2 separate regions of the Mus musculus genome follow, and region 2 is linked to region 1. The links are chromatin contacts, called in public HiCAR-type maps. All regions are on one chromosome and are shown on one strand. The core of a region is the stretch at or near the end of the contact, and the rest is flanking DNA. Distances in the headings are between cores, read along the strand shown. Region 1 holds the start of Rhoc (ras homolog family member C). Region 2 holds the start of Csf1 (colony stimulating factor 1 (macrophage)).

Region 1 (3,382 bases), core at 496-2,995:
ACTAGTGAGGATCAGTCTAAGCTTTTGACCAGGCAGGGAGCAGTTAAGAAGGGCACAGTAACCTGAGCTCAGCCCCAAACTTGGCTTTGCCTTTCAGTCCCACATCCTGTCTGGCTCTGCTCAACTCTTAGCTCCCTACAAACCACCTCAAACCCTGGCCTGTGCCTGCCTTTTAGGAAGCAGAGTACTCCAGCCCCAGGCTGATTCTTTTCAGCATCAGGCGCCTGGGTGGTTCCTCCCTCCCCTACACCTACACACACACACACACACACACACACACACAAAACTGGGATGTGAGGAAAGAGGACATGAGTCACAGAGAATTTATAGGAGTTGCGTATGCACAGCCACACTTACCACCCCCCATCTCAAGGGGCTTTCCCTGGTACCCCCGAAAGACTGGGAAGAAGGCATTCGCTATGCTGCATATCTCCTTCAAAAATGAGGTCTGAGAGGTATATCCAGGTAACCCACAGGATTTCCTCCAACTTCCCCACCTACTCCCATTAATTCAACCAGTCTAGCTGTACACAGGCTGGCGGGGACAGCCCCAAGCCAGGGTGGGCAGTGTGGATGGAGCGTGATCCCTAGGACACTTAAACACTAGTCACATCCCCATGCGTGAGCCCCGGCTGTCCCACAGCAGCAAGGCGGCTGAGCATCTGATGGTGGGAGGCAGAGGCCGGAACTTCGTGGCTGTGTTAGAGCCTCCAGCTCCGAAGACTTTGCATCTAGGCTCTGCTTAGGCCAGAATAATTGGGGACTCAGGCCAAGCCGGGACATTAGGCCGAAGGCCAACATGGCATGGATGGCCTGGCTAACACTCCCTGTGAAAGGCGGCTCCAGCGGAACTGCCCCACTAACCCTAAGAGAGACAACGAAAACTTCACCCAGGGCCGGGAGAGGGGTCTGGAACTTCTGGGACCTTCCCTAGGACAAGCCACTAGCCTTCCTTATTCTCTTGATTTCCCAGGTGATCCAACAGGCCTTTGTACTCTGCTCCCCCCGAGATCTAGGCGAGGAATCACTCTTCGGGCAACACCTTTTCCTTAACTTTAAAGCCAGAAGTCAAGGAAGAGCTGGACTCCAGCTTTCAGCCCAATTCCCTAACACTCCCTAACTTCCCAAGAGGGTACGAGGAAGAGTTGGGGATTGGGGTGTTTTGTTCTTCCCCACCCCCCTTCACTCTCAGACACATATACACAACACAGGAGCGGGATCTTTCCTAGTCTTCTCAACCTCTCAGCTCAGATCAGCTCCAAAACCCGTCTAGGGCGGCGTCCAGACCCGCCAAGCAGTAGCAGCCTCCAGTGGTCACATCCCATCCCTATTCCCGCCATTCCCCATCCCAGGCCAGAACTCCCACCCCTAGCCAGCCTGAGGCCCTGTTTCTTACTCCCTGCCCGGAACTGGAGCGTCTGGGTTGAGTCGCTCACGGAGATCTAAGTGTGTCCCTGGCCCAGCTAGGGAGGTCCAGAAAGGAAAGACTCAGAAAGGGAAGGACTCTGGGCTCTGGTTCGAGAGCTTGGAAGGCTAGAGCGCCTGGCCCACAGCTTGGGGCGCTCTCTCTTGCCTGGCCCGGAACACCCCCCGCCCCCCAAGCCGCTCCCGGAGCGATCCGGGAATCGGGAAAGTGCTCTCCTCCGAGGTCAGTTCCCACGACGCCTCGCCACCCACCAGCTGGGGCCCCGGTACCTTGGGCTCCACCGCCTCCAGCTGCGCGGCCAGTGCCGGAGGCTGAGACTGACCCGGGCCCCGCCCCACTCTCCAGCACCGCTCTGGGGCGGGTCCATCAAGGGAAGGGGGGGGGGGTCGACGGGGGCGGCCCTTAGCTTGGCCCGCCTCCGCTCCCGGCCCCGGGCGGCCGCAGGTCACCCCGGCTGAGGACCCGGCAAGGGGCGTAGGGCTGGCTGGAGCTGGAGGAACTGTGCCCGGAGATGTCTGGATTGCTGGGTGGTGAGCGGGCGGGTGGGACCCCGGATAACTCGGCCTCTGCCCCACTTCCAACCCGTGGGGGGCGGACCAGCTTCGGGAAAGTTGAGCGGCTTCCAGGGTGGGGTCAGCGAGGGCCACTGCTGCCCTCGCGTGGCCATCCAGACCTCGAAGCTCCAGTATTTCCTACACCCTACCCGTGACCGAGGGGATGGGTTATACAGAAGCTGCCCACTCTCTTATCCAGGAATCACTGCAGTAAGTGCAACGTGACGCTATCCAGAGCCCTGGAGACCTTTTGTGATCTGCAGTCCCCAGCCACCATCGCCTTAAAAGTCCCTTCCTTCCTTCGCTGGGAATTTCCCGACGTCCTGTTAAGAGCACACTCCTGGAAGTGCTGCCGTGTCCTCAGCTGGAAACTGACCTCACACTCCTATTGTATTGTTGTGCTGTTGATCCCAATCTGAGGTGTTACTTACCTGATCCTGTATCTCCTTCCTTATAAAGAGCCAAAGAAATGGGTGTATAAGGAAATCTACCAATGCTTTATTTACTAGTGCTGGATACTTTAAACACACAGGTCTCTAACTCTGGAATAAGTTCACCCATACCCGTTCCCTTTTGCCTGTAAAGAAAATGAAGCCCAGAGAAGTGGTTTCTCACTATTTGTGACAGCAGGAATTTCCAGTGAGGTGAGCCACGATGACACACAAGAAGCAAAGGCAGATGGATCTCTATGAGTTAATTCCAGGCCATCCTGGGCTACAAAAACTAAATCAGTCAAATTTACAAGCAGGCCTGTGAGGCACCCAGGCAGGTGCTGGCTGCCTGCTGCCTGCCATGCTCCCCCTCCTACCTGCCCTCTGTACCATTCAACCAAACTCTGCTCGTCATAGGTTTCAACAAGTATTTCCCAGAATAAATGTATGTCATATGGAGTCTACTGCAGGTGCAGCTGGCCGGGTGGTTCATGCCTGTCATCTCAGCACTCCCGAGGGGGCAGAGTTACCACAAATTCCAGGCCAACATAGGCTGTGGAGTGAAGCTGTCTCAAATCCAGGCAGACAACATACGTAGACACTCACTCAGGATTGGAAGCATGGACCATACATTTGATAAATCATATAACTGAGGTGAAGGGTGTTTTGTCCACCAGGCCTCTGAATTCATTCAGTAAACATTGGTTGAATGTGAACTGAAAACTATGTACTAACCATGAAACTCTGCCTTCAGATAACGTATAGTCTAGCCCAGCAGTGGTGGTGCATGCCTTTAATCCCAGCTCTTGAGAGACCAAAGCAGGAGGATCTCTATGAGTTTGAGGCCACCCTAGTGTCCCAAAACTACTTAGCTAATTCTAGGACAGCCAAGGCTACACAAAGAAACCCTATCTTGAACAAAACATAGATAAAAATAAGCAAACAAACTTACAGTCTAAATGAAGAACAGA
Region 2 (3,554 bases), core at 842-3,341, 3.0 Mb before region 1:
CTGGGCAGAAACCGGTTTGTAAAGGAGGATGGAACCAGTAAAATGTGATCTTTTTCTCAGCTACTCTGCAGGCATATCTTACTTACATGGCTTCCTCTTGCTTTTTGTCTTAAGAGCTGTGGTTAAATCTTTATTGTTCCAGACCAGAATAAAGACTATTCCACCAAAGAAGGAAATAAGCCTTGATCATGTCTCTGGCCAAGTGCTATCTCTGCATTCCTCCGAGAAGCCCTGAGTCCCAAGCCCTCAGCTTCCAGTGGCTCACATCTGAGTAGGGGGCCATATTATCACGGTCACTGTTACACTGGCCTGTAGTTAGCAGTGAATGTCTGTCAAGTGACTCATCCATTCCAACTGCCCAGTTAATTTAATTCCTATTATGTGCTATGTCTATCAGTTCGGAGTGAAGTGAAATGGGGTGCTACCCAGAGGAAGCCTCCCAGCTCAGGGTGCAGGTCAAACGTAATCACTACTCTCACTAGTATTCAGTGGTTCTAAACGTAATTACTACTATCACTAGTATTCAGTGATTCTAAACGTAATCACTACTATCACTAGTATTCAGTGGTTCTAAACGTAATCACTACTCTCACTAGTATTCAGTGGTTCTAAACGTAATCACTACTATCACTAGTATTCAGTGGTTCTAAACGTAATCACTACTATCACTAGTATTCAGTGATTCTAAACGTAATCACTACTATCACTAGTATTCAGTGATTCTAAACGTAATAACTACTATCACTAGTATTCAGTGGTTCTAAACGTAATCACTACTATCACTAGTATTCAGTGATTCTAAACGTAATCACTACTATCACTAGTATTCAGTGGTTCTAAACCTTCTCAATGCTGAGACCTTTCAATACAGTTCCTCATGTTGTGGTGGCGCCCCAACCACAAAATTATTCCATTGCTACTTCACAAGTGTAATTTTGCTACTGTTATGAATCATAATGTAAAGCATATGATATGCAGGATATCTGACTTGTGACCCCCCAAAGAGGTTGCCACCCACAAGTTGAGAACCACCAGTTTAAAATAATGTAGAGAATGAATGAATGAATGAATGAATGCCAACTTAACTGGGAGGAATGGGTTGCGTCCAGTGGGAACACAGAAAGAAGGAATTATCCATCAGCCTGAAGCATCCCAGAAGGCTTTGCAAGACAAGGATAAGATGTGATTATAACCTTAAAAGGTGAGACATTCACCTTAAGATGGATGGGGGAAAGGAAGACTTCATGTCCGAGGAAGCAGCCTGAGCAAAGGTTTATGAGGGACGTTGTTGCTCTGAGCTAGGTAGTGCAAGGAAATGGAGGACACGTGACAAAAGTGCCCCTTTGAGACCAGACCACTCATCTGGGCATGACGGGATTGAAACACATTGAATCAGGATAAATGGAAGGAAGAAAAAGATCCTGACGTTGGCAATATAATTAATAGGCTCCTCTTGATAGGTTAATCTAGATCCATTCTCATGTAAAGACAAAATGTGATTGCACAAATGCATTTCCAACAGAGTTGAGGGAAATCTAGAGTCCAGGCACACCAACCTTTCCACATAAGCTGGGTTTGGCAGCCCAGGAGCAGGGGGCCAGCCAGTGCTTTCAGGTTAAGCACCTGAAGTGTCTCCTGGCAGAGTGCAGAAACACCCAGCTAGTTGTCACAGGACCAAGTCCTTCCTCTCCTACCCAGGTAGCTGGATGCTCCCCACTTCTCCCTACAGCCAGGGGAGAGGATAGTATAGTAGTATAGTAGATTCTTTGAACAATGCATAGGAGGGAGCAAGCCAATCTGCAAACCTGCTGCCCTGGGTTCCATGAGGGACTTGAATGGAGCTGCAGCAGAGAGGCGTTGGTCCATCCCCATTCAAGTCCTGTTCAATGTACTCTGTCCGTTTCCTGCTCAGATTTGAGGATTTTCGGGCCTTGAGGGAAAGTCCCTAGGGGCCAGCATTAGACCGAGAACAATCACACGAGATTGACAAGAGTGGCGAGCACAGAAGGAAAGGCAGTGTCTTGTCCAGAGCTCGAGAAGGGCGGGGGAGGGCGGTGGAGCCCGGGTTACTTTGAGGAGGCTGCACAGCCACAGAGCGACGGGGAAGAGAGCTAGCGGGGACGACCAGGCGGCCCGCTTGGGGGAAGGGAGTCGGCGGCTCAGTGGGCCTCTGGGGTGTAGTATGTGTCAGTGCCTGTGAGTGTGTTTGTGTGTGTGTATGTCTGTGTGTGTCTGGCGGAGAGCCAGGGTGATTTCCCATAAACCACATGCCCCGCCAGCCCGCCCGCTTAAAAGGCTGTGCCGAGGGCTGGCCAGCGAAGCTCGGCCAGGGGAAAGTGAAAGTTTGCCTCGGTGCTCTCGGTGTCGCTGCGGCTCTCTGCATCCCAGGACAGCGGCGTGGCCCTCGACCGGGGCGCGGGCTCTTCAGCCACTAGCGAGCAAGGGAGCGAGCGAACCAGGGCGGCCAACACGCCGTGCCGGGACCCAGCTGCCCGTATGACCGCGCGGGGCGCCGCGGGGCGCTGCCCTTCTTCGGTAAGCTGCAACCGTGGCGCGCGGGGCCCGGGCCGGGCTGGGGCAGGAGCTCTGCAGCAAGCAGCAGGCGGCTCTGCGGGGCCACTTGGAGCGGACAGCCCCTTCTCGCCAGCTGCCCAGGCTTCTCGGCCCTGGGTTCTGGCTTCCTTACTGCTTCTAAGCTACGGCTGAGGCCCGCGGTATTTCAATAGCTGCTCCTGGGGCTGCAGCGCTTTGCGAGGTAAAGAGAAGGCTGCTCATCCCATTGCACGGAGGAGAACACTGAGCTACCCACAGGCTGGAGAGAGAGATGGGGGTCTGGGGGGGGGGGGTATCGCAGGGATTGGCACAGGCCCAATGTCTGCCAGAATGGTCAACCAGGTCTCCAGGTTCCGAGTGACACAAGATCCGAGTGTGGCATCATCCCCAGTAGATATCTTTCTTTGGTTGTTGCACATGTTTTAGGCCCCAGTTGGGAGTGGGCCTTCAGGGTAGGGAAAATTCAGGCTCACTCAGCTTTACACCAGGACCTGTGCTGAGCAACCTGTTGGCAGAGAGAGAGAGAGAGAGAGAGAGAGAGAGAGAGAGATGGGCATGCTGCTACTTGTTCAATGGATGTGTAGGAACTATTAGGGACTTGGGTGGCTCTTTGAGGGGAGCTGGACCCGAATCTTTTCTTGAAGAAAATGAGATGGGGCTATTCTAGACTCTGCGGCTGACTGAGGAAAGAAAGTGCAAGGAGAGTTCAGAGCTGCAGCTGATAATGGGCTGCTCAGAAGCTGTCTCCAGTAATGGCAGCAGATGATAGCATGGCTCTTACAGAGTGAAGGATGGTACTTTCAATCCACAGCAAGTGGGTTTGCTTCAGAAGAGAATGAGAGGGAAAACCTGGAGGGTAGGAACCGAACTTGTGATGGGCAGCGCGTTGCAGGTGTCTGGGAGGAGAGAAAAGTAGAACAGCAGAGAGAGGGGCTCAGTGAGAGGCAGAAGGTGGGGTTAGGAGGAGGGGAAGGGAGGAAGTTATCCCACATGCAACAAGC

What was found. HiCAR-type assays count read pairs that join an accessible place to other places.
Region 2: a contact with region 1 is called in a HiCAR-type map of astrocytes, with 4 times the contacts expected there. The contact joins the promoter of Csf1 here to the promoter of Rhoc in region 1.

Annotation. Positions count from the first base shown.
Region 1 is chr3:104,787,397-104,790,778 of GRCm38.p6, reverse strand. It overlaps Rhoc (ras homolog family member C), which reads right to left and starts at 1,745. Exons shown (of 5, transcript NM_007484.2): 1 at 1,696-1,745.
Region 2 is chr3:107,759,006-107,762,559 of GRCm38.p6, reverse strand. Csf1 (colony stimulating factor 1 (macrophage)) reads left to right here and starts at 2,091. Exons shown (of 9, transcript NM_007778.4): 1 at 2,091-2,535. The coding sequence starts at 2,497. All of the region lies in intron 1 of Gm40121 (a long non-coding RNA gene), which reads right to left.